Linked DNA regions of Gossypium hirsutum: region 2 is linked to region 1. Evidence: chromatin contacts called from public Hi-C data. All regions are on one chromosome and are shown on one strand. Each heading gives the region's core, a stretch centred on a gene start, on an enhancer-like site or on the middle of the called end of the contact. The rest is flanking DNA. Distances are from core to core; before and after follow the strand shown. Region 1 holds the start of LOC107909991 (DNA mismatch repair protein MSH6). Region 2 has its middle 18 kb from the start of LOC107910007.

What was found. A called contact is a pair of places that touch in the nucleus more often than the background predicts.
Region 2: a contact with region 1 is called in a Hi-C map of leaf, with 2.0 times the contacts expected there. The contact joins the enhancer-like site here to the promoter of LOC107909991 in region 1. A contact is called at or near these places in 2 of 34 Hi-C or Micro-C datasets (both in leaf).

Annotation. Positions count from the first base shown.
Region 1 is chrA07:27,257,030-27,261,955 of Gossypium_hirsutum_v2.1, forward strand. It overlaps LOC107909991 (DNA mismatch repair protein MSH6), which reads right to left and starts at 3,165. Exons shown (of 20, transcript XM_041117870.1): 1 at 2,047-3,165; 2 at 1,562-1,658; 3 at 1,104-1,209; 4 at 964-1,038; 5 at 684-752; 6 at 475-558; 7 at 1-103. The coding sequence starts at 2,926. It overlaps LOC107909992 (ribosomal RNA small subunit methyltransferase), which reads right to left. Exons shown (of 3, transcript XM_016837722.2): 3 at 4,894-4,926.
Region 2 is chrA07:27,398,639-27,403,565 of Gossypium_hirsutum_v2.1, forward strand. It overlaps LOC107910004. Among protein-coding and RNA genes, the nearest start is that of LOC107910007, 18 kb to the right of the region's middle. Within about 2 kb of position 2,358, at least 4 of the 9 cell types and tissues checked have an H3K27ac peak or open chromatin away from gene starts, as enhancers often do. A contact at or near this core is called in leaf, where this site is marked.

The sequences.
Region 1 (4,926 bases), core at 1,915-4,414:
CAGTAACTGCCATGAGGTAAGAAGGGTCAGGACTTGATGACAGCATTTCTCCATCAGTTAGGGTTCCTCTGGTAACCACAGCACATATTTCACGCTTGACAACCTAAACATATTGAAAAACATCAATAAGTTATACAGCTCCATATCATCCCATACAATTAACAAATTATGGAAAAGAATTCTAAAAAGCATACTAGAAAACAATGGATATAGGGTTAATAAAATGACAGAAACAAGCCATCATATGACCTGGCCAGAATCCAGATGGAAATGGCTAATGGTCCTCAGCATCACATCTAAGAATACTTGTACATTTACAAATGCTATTAGGACCATGACAATTAGATATTACACAAAAAAAATGCATGGAGAAAAGCATACTTATTAAATTGCCAATCTAGGGGAAATGTAAAATATGGAAAACCAATAAAAATAGAGCCAATCTTCTGTAGTATCATGCATAGTACAACATACCTTATCCTTGGCACCTTTCTCTTTCCGACGAAGCTCCAGTTGTTCAGGAGTTTCCGTTTGCTCTACTACAAGAACTCGATAACCCTGTTTGAGTCAATAAAATAAAGTAAACTTTCCTCCATAGAACAGATTGTGCTTATCAAAAAGATCTAACCATGGCAAAACACGCATGGAAACTACAACTTGGAATAAAAGCACATCAGACAAACCTTTCGAGCTAATTTCTCCACATTCATAGAGAAATTCTTCTCAGGAAATCCACAGTGAGGTTGTTCCCCCTAAAATCGATAGTAAATGTAAGAGGAATAGTGAAAAAAAATAAGACCATGAAAAAGGAGACAGTTTATAAACATGGGGCTTCTGCCTTATTTTCTATCTTTCTCCTGGCTGTGAAGATGGCCTAAGATAAGATAAAAAAAGGCAGTCCACAAAAAAATAAATAAAATCAGTTTGAGACTTTGAGTTGAAGGAACTTGGATAGGACCATACCCTCATGTATTGCAAATTCAGTTCTTTTGCCCCAACATGTGCATCCATTTCAAAAAGTTCATAAAATTTACCCATCTGCTTAAACAACAATGATATGTCAAATGATATCTCAAAGTACTTGAGAATCAAATGCCCCTTACCTGGCAACCTGATAGGCTCTTTAAGAAACCAGGAGGCAAGTATAAAGTCTTTGGATTGTAGTTTGCATCTCCAGGACGCTTCCTATTTGCATCTCTACGCACCTCACTTTAAGACAAAGAAAAAGAAAAAAATTCAGAATAAAAATACATGGCATTGGATATTTACATCAGAACTAACAACATGCCTCAATATCCAAAGAAATTATCTGTATGGCAATGCCATAAGCCCACATTTACTAAATAATTGGTAATCTAATAGTTCAGATGGCAGGTGTACCAGTTAGTTCAAGATGCCAGATGGCAGAATTAGTAAAATATTGCAATTTAAAGAAAGCCTGGATGCATGTTTTCAAATCCTCAAGATATAGTAATTTAAAGAAAGCTAGATGCCATAAACTTATATTTTTATGGAATCAATGTTACAGAAGGAAAATTAAAAGAATGAAGCAAGAATTTACGGTCCAAGGAAGTGCAACTTCTCCGCTTCACGCTTCCCAAACCTCTCTAACTCATCAGCCACCAAAGCCTTGTCAGCAGCAGTAGATGCCTTATCAGCTGCAGCAAAACATGCTCATATTCAGACCTCAAACCATCCATTCAGGTAAATTACATAAGAACAAGACAGACAGGAACATAATCTGCTATATATCCAATATTTTGAACGACATACTAGTTAAAATATGCCAGAGCAGAGTAAATTTCCATGTAAATTGCACCAATAACAAATAAACCACATAGTTAGAACATAAATAGAGGGACATTGATAAAAAGAGGAAGAAAAAGAATCCTCTTAGAGGTGATAATTTAAGGAAAATAAATAACAAAACATTCAATATAAGAGGAATACTTATTTTTCAAGGAGAAAGGAATTTCGTTATCTAATTTCCCGTTTCAAAAACAACCAACTAAAAAGGAGTGGCACACAAAAAACCCCGTTACTTACTTTCAATCTTCTTCACCGGTTCCACCGAAGGCACCTTAAACTCTTCCTTAGTACTACCATTCGCACTGGTCTTACTCTTTTTACCGAACTCCGGTTTTGCAACGCCATTCGCCTTCCGTTTCTTTGATTCAGTCTTTCCACCGCCCTTTCTTTTCGATATTTTCATTCCCACCTCCTCCTCCTCCAGTTCTTCTTCCTCCTCTTTCTCATCCTCCAAATCCATATCTTCCTCATCAGCATCCTCGCTCACTTCCTTCTCGGCGTTCTTCCCCCAATCTTCATCACTAGAATCATCATCGTCGCTCTTTTCGTTCGCACTATCCGCCACGTCATCATCCTCATCGTCAATCACCACTTTCTTAAAAGCCAAAGAACCCCCTCGCCGCAACCGCTTAAACCTTCCCGTGGTTTCTTCAACCCACTCAATCTTCTCCTTCCCCAAATCCAACTCCTCTTCCTCAGAATCATCATACTGAATCAAATGCTTACCCGAGACCTTATCGAAAGACTTGACAACGCCCTCGTACCACGCCTTATCCAAGGGCCAGTGAACCCTTAGCCTCTTGTCAACCACTTCATCGCCAAACGTTATGTTGAGGGGAGAAGAGGGAGTGGGGGCAAGCGATTGGCCAATGACAAGGAGAGGCTTTTTGAGCTTGGGTTCCCCAGGGGAGGGAGTAGTAGGGATGGGACTTCTACTTGGATTAGGTTTAGGGCCAGGGATTGGGTTAAGTTTAGAGGTATGTTTGGCAAGAGGAGGAGGAGGAGAAGGCGATGGAGATGGGGAAGAAGAGTTTTTCTTGGAGAAGAAGGAAGTAATCTGGCTCTGTTGATTAACAAGGGGTGATCTGCCATTGCTTTGACGACGCGACGGTGCCATTTTTACCGATTAATGATTAAAAATTGAGAGGCGGGTGGGAGGGAAGTTTGGAAGGTGAAGTGTGATCACTTTTCTGTTCGAAACGGAAGAGTAGAAATAAGGGAAGAAAATAAAGAGTGAAAGATGGCGGGATATGCCGGTAAAATGTCCTCAACGGGGTTTTCTTTGGCGGGAATTCCACCAAATTTGCTGGGCAGTGTGTGCGCTCTCTGAACTGTAATTCACATCCGCACTCTCTCTCCATTCCTTAATTTTATTTATAATTTTTGAAAAAAAAAACAAACAGGCCAAAATTATTCAGAATTAGGCCCTCAAAACCCAAACATATGGGCCTAGCGATAAATTATTAAAAAATCATAAAATTAGTTCGGCCAATCTTGAAAAATTCACTCAAAAACCATTTAGGAGTCAGGGAAGATAGATTGTGGGATTCGCCTGATGGACGGTACAAGATCAACACTGATGGTGCAGTACGTATAGGTTCAAGTGCTGTGACAACAGGTGGCGTCATTAGAGATGTCAGGGAAGACGTATTGTTGGATTTTCTAAAGTTATCGGAGTATGGTCTGTTTTAGAAGCTGAGCTGTGGGGAGCGCTTGAAGGCTTGCGTCCTGCTTGGGGGACTGGTTTGGCAAGGGTGATATTAGTAAATAACGTTGCTTTTGTATAGATGATCAATGGGGAGGATCGGGAATTGCATCATGAGCCAGTGGTGCGAGTAAAAAATATGCTTCGTCGGACATGGGAGATTAAAGTCCAGCATGTTTACCGAGAGGATAATGCTGTAGCAGATCATATGGCAGCATTAGCACGAGGTATGGAATGGATTTACAGATATATCGATCACCACCGGTAGAACTTATGAAGTTAGTGACTGAATAAGGTTGAAGATGCTGTAATAATTCTTAATTGCTAATCTATTACTCTCTTATTCTACCAAAACAAAAACAATGTCTTTCTTCTGTCCGGACGAACCGGTGTTTTAGGTGGTTCCAACAATAATGGAATTTTGAGAACGATGATAATAATATAAAAGAATTAAAAGAAAAAAAAAACATTTTGTTTTTAATGAAATTGCCTCTCTTTTTATAATTAGAAATGACCAGTTATTAAAAGTAAGAAAAAGGGGCTAATTATGGGACTATTTCTAAAAGTCGCTACGCCCTTCTGCTACTGTAACATCAGGCATGGGGCATGGAGGCTACGGAAATGCTTTAACAACAGGTATGGAGCCTCATCTTGGTAAAATATCCGTTGAATGCAAAAGAACCGATTCTATGTTCCATACCCAGAAATGGAACAATGTTTTGACTGATTCTATGTGAGCTTCGTACAATATGTATCATGCACAAGCACGGTTGATTTGAAGGGTAATAATAAAATTATAGAATCCCAGAATTACAAAACACATTTTAATTAAATAACAAATTTATCGGATGCAGAACAACTAGAAAATTATGCGAATCATTTCAAATGTAACTGTTTTCCAACACAACGCTAAAAGTGGTTGATTCATATATAACACCAGAGATTGGAGAAGTTAATAAAGTAGAAGAATTCCATACCTCTTTTGGGGTTCTATGGAGCAATCAAATATTAGTACTAACTAATTCATCTTTGTTTCTTTAGACTTGACATTAGGCTTCTTGGGTACTTCATCATCCTGGGATGAGCATTCAACTAATTCATCAGGGACATGGTTGGGATCATTGTGTTTGGTAATGAATTCCTTCAATATGCACTTCCTTCTTCCATTGAAAGATAGACTCTCTTTTGCGTTCACGGTATAAAATTCAACTGAAGCTTTAACCTGGGGTTAACTGCCTCCATCACCACAATCTCTACAAATTTTGTAGGCAATTATAAAGCTAGAACTTACCCATGTCAAACACAAATTCCGACCCCATATTCATGCAATCAAGATAATTCATGTTGGATACACACTCACACCTAAAGTACAGGTGACATAGCTGAATACTACTTCTGCGCTCTCATATTCA
Region 2 (4,927 bases), core at 1,108-3,607, 140 kb after region 1:
TATCATATTTTTCGCACTGTCTTGTATATCACCTTTTGCGCATCAAACTAGTTTTTGCGCATCAATCCAGATCACATGCCCATTCTCCTCAAAACCAATTTGGATATTTTTCGCACTGTCTTGTAGGATGAACAAAACATGCCAATTTTCCTGATTTGGTCAAGAATAAGTGGAGTTATTTAGGTAATATGGCTGACTCTCTTACTGATTTTACCTCACATGTCAAAGAATGAAACAATCTTGTCTATGGTTTTTTAGGTACTTGCAAAAGACAGCTTATAAGGGCACTTGCAAATATCCAAAAGGCTATGGATCGTTTGCCCTGTAGTTGGTTAGTCAATAATCAAATGGATGTTTGGGATGAATTAGAAAATGTGCTTAACCATGAGGAATTACTGTAGAGGCAAAAGGCTTAGTGTGATTAGCTCTAGCTTGGGAATCATAACACTAAGGTTTTTTATAGTCGTACTATTTAAAGGAGGAAATTCAATCGTATCATGGCTTTACTATCGTTAATGGAGAGTGGTGTTCTGACCAGAATATTCTTAAAAATGTGGCTGTAAGGTTCTTTAAGAAAATCTATAGAGAAATCCCTACTCCCATGATAGACCTTCCCTCCAATATCTTTACTTGCCTTAAGAATTAGGATTTTTTTTTTTAGAAAAGCCAATTTCAAATGAAGAGATAAAAAATGCCCTTTTTGACATGACTTCGCTTTGGTTTGGAGAAGCGATAGGTTCAAGCGAACTTCTTTCGAAGTCTAGGAATCATTGCTAGTAATAAAATCGAGGCAGAGTTGAATAATACTTTGATTGTGCCTATTTTGAAAAAAGATAGACCAAAGGATTTTAATCAGTTTCGGCCTATCAATCTTTGCTCGGTAATGTATAAATTAGTGATGAAAATGGTTGCTAATAGATTTGAAGTAGTTTTTCCGAATTTCATTTCACAGGAGCAAGTTGAGTTTAATGTTGGTCGTAATACTTCTGATAATGTTATCATTGTGCAAGAAGTCATTCATTCTATGCGTAGTAAGAGAATTGGTAAGAATTGAATGGCGATCAAGCTGGATTTGAAGAAGGCCTACGATAGAGTTAGTTGGGAATTTATTGATACGTATCTGTTAACAGCTAGGATTCCCGAGTTCCTTAGGAAAGTGATTATGGACGCCATTTTTTCTTCTTCTTTTATGCAAATATTATGTAATGAAGTTCATACTAAAAAATTTAAGTCTGTGAGACGGATTAGACAAAGATGTCCACTATTGTAATATCTTTTCGTTCTTTGTATGGAATGGTTATGTCACATTGTTCGTGCAAAAATTGATGCTGGTAAATGGAATCCAATTCAATTATCAAGATCGAGATCCGCATTATCTTATTATTATTATTTTTTTACAAATGATCTAGTCATTTTTAGCAAAGTAGAGGTGAAGCAAGCTTATTTGTTAAAAGGAATTCTGAAGCACTTCTATGGTTTTTCGGGGCACAAAATTAACTGAAAGAAGAGCAACATGTATTTCTCCAAAGGAGTTGAGATAGAGTTATGTGATCAAATTAGCTAGATATTTGGGATTCAGAAAGTTCTTAATCTTGGGATCTATTTGAGGTGCCTCTTCTTCATGAACAGGTTACCAAAAGTATTATAAATTTCGTGGTAGAAAAAGTGAGATGCAAATTGCAAAATTGGGAAGCTATGAAACTTTCCTTTGTGGGAAGAGTCATTCTGGCTCAATCAGTTCTTTTAACTATTCCAAATTATTTTATGTAGTCCATGTCAATCACGAAAGGCGTATGTGATGAGATCGAGAGGATAGCTAGCCAATTTATATGGGTGGTTCTGTGGGACATCCAAAAATTGCTTTGGTGGGTTAGGAGTCTATCTGTCAGCCAATGTCTCGAAGAGGACTTGGATTTTGACACATTCAGTATCAAAATAATCCATTTCTTATAAAGATTGGATTCAGTTTGGTCACTATGAATGATGCTTTATGGCTTAGAGTCATTCATTCAAAATATGGATGGAAAGATCACATTCTGAATTCTCTTATCAGAAGTCAATGTTCACACTTATGGTGTTCCTTTTTTAAGGTTTGGCCCCTCTTTCGTGAGAATCTTATTAGCATTGATATTTGCTATTGGGAGGATTCTTGGATTCTAGGAATTGGTTCTCCTTTTCTTAAGTTTTAGCTCACGCAAGCCTTGACTTGGAGAACACTGTAAGGGACTGGATCCTACCTGATGGTTCATGGAACTTAGATTTGTTTCGTATTTGGTTGCTCAAAGATGTGATTAAACGTATAGTGAGTATCCCCCTTCATTCTGCTGGTGGAGTGGATAGTGTCATCTGGGCTTAATCTAACTCAGGATCTTTCTCTGTTCACAGTGTTTATTGGGCCTTAAAAGAAGAATCTTGGCACCCCAGAGATGTTAGTTAAAAGGTTGTTTGGAAATTCCAAGGTCCCCAAAGAGTTCGTCTTTTTTTTTGGCTTACATCCAAACAGAAACTTCTCATTAATTCGAAGCATACTAGAAGAGGAATTGGTTATTTCAACGCATGTCCTTTATGTGGTCATGATACTGAGGACATTCTACATGTTATTCGAGACTGTTCAACAGCAAAGAAAGGATAGATGCATGTAATTCCCTTTAAGAAAAAACATAGGTTCTTTTCTGACCCCTTTCAAATTTGGTTTTCCATTAATTTTTGTTGTCATTTTAAGTTGCAGGATCGGGGAATTACTTAGTCGTGCCTATTCGAATTAATTGCATGGCGAATTTGGAAGAACATGAACTTATCCATTTTCCAAAATACAACTTGAACGACTTATGATATTATCAAAGTTTCTTTAAGTTGGCGCAACAATTTGAACTTTTTCTTAATGGTTCCAAGGCTAACCATCTTAATCTGGCAATCCACTCTCATTATGATGAAAATTGGGTTCACTTATTTTCTAATAAAGTTGTGGCTAGAAATTCCGAGAATGCTTCCACTGAAAAGGTGGTTCATGATCAAGGTGGAAAATGGATATTAGGCTTTAACCATTATCTTGGTAAATGCACGCCTTTTAAGGCTAAACTTTGAGGCATTCTTGACGGACTCCTTATTTTAGTAAATAAGGGAGACAAGAAAACTATGATTCAAACCGATAACCTAAAGGTGGTTCAAGCTTTGACCATAGAGGAGTCGGTGGACTCATGTATTGCCTCGCCCAAAATGATTCAACGACTTATGCATTCTGAAGGTCAGTGGGAGATCAAGCATGTACTCAGAGAATGCAACTTAATTGCAAATCAATTGGCAAAAATTAGCCTTACATGACAGGCAACCTTATAGATTTTTGAACTACCTCTTGATATTTTGTCTATGGTTCTTCACGGGGACAAGGCTTTTAGAATCTATTAATAGTTGATGTAATTTTGTTTTATTTTTCACCAAAAAAAAAAAACCTACAAAAAGTTCAAAAAGTCAAATGTTGAAATCTATTGAATATAATCGATAAGCATTTCGCATAATATATAGTGAGGGAGTATTTTATATTTAAAATTTATTTAGATATTTGCAAATATTGTTTAAATGCATTAAATATTTTTAAAAATAACAATACCGATACACACAAAGTACTAACAGGAAAAACATAAGCACAACAGTACAGTACTAATTTATATTCCAATAGCAGTAAAAAGTCAAAGTAATTTTTTTATTCGAATTCTAAACGGGCAAATTTCTACCTTATAAGGGATAGCATAGCCAATGCCCACTGAGAGCACCGATCTACTGCCCAGAAGGAAAGTAAACACACCAAGCTTTTGGCAGCCAAATGTTCTTACAACTATTAGCATTCCATCAAATACATGACTAGACTGGCAAGTATGCCTTGATGAACTTAAAAAGTTGAAAATAAACCGTAATAGTTAAAACCCAAAGAAGTTTTCAGATTACCAACTTAGGCAAATAACCTGATTTTCCACAGCTTCAACAATACCCTAGTTCTAAAACCAAGTAGATAGCTTAATCGCTTCTGAACTAAAAAAGGCTCCATCATACAAACATTTACAGGTTTGATGTCTACTTCAAACCAAAAGAATTGCCATGACACCAAATTTACTTGAAAGAGAAATAAATAAAAACCTGGCAACTATCAAATACCTGGAGCATGGACAGTACAATGGTCCATGAATAACACATTGGATGCAAGTGAACCCCCCCCCCTTTTTTTTCAAATGATATGAAGGTTTAGTAAGAAATATAGTACAAAAACACAAAACAGAAAACTTGCTCATGCCGCCCTTTAAAATGTAGAGTCCACTACTTAATGCAAATCAACAATCATTCAGGACAAGGTTCATTTCCAAATATTACTACTCTAACTAAAAATCCAAAACTGCGTCTGATATTCTTCAATAAAGTTCTGGACAGAGCCAAATTATAATACTTGAATTTGGAACAAACTGCAATGAAAACATTAAAAGAGTAGTAGTAGTGTTCCCTTCTCAACTCTGATACAGAACCAACTTACTTACCTAGACTTGAGCTCACCAATCTTTTACTCCCTAACCGACCAAGATCTGATTGACCCTGAAAATTTTTGGAGCAAAGCTTTAAAGTAATTCAAAGAAGAAATAGAATCTAAAATAACCACAAATACAACTCCACTAACTGTCTTCCTACCAAAGTAGGACTCGGAATTAACAACCTAAACCCTCAAACATTCTTTCAACTGAGTACCAACGAAGAATGAAAATAATTGAATAATGTTTTCCATCCACACCCCAAGAGTATCTTATGTAGCAGAGACTTGCCACTTGCCAGAAATTCAGATAAGATTAAGAACAACGAAGGAATTGAGAAAGAAAAGAAATGAATGGAATCAATCATTTCCCATTATCATTAAAGCGTGCAATAACTCACCTAATCAAGCCTGTTA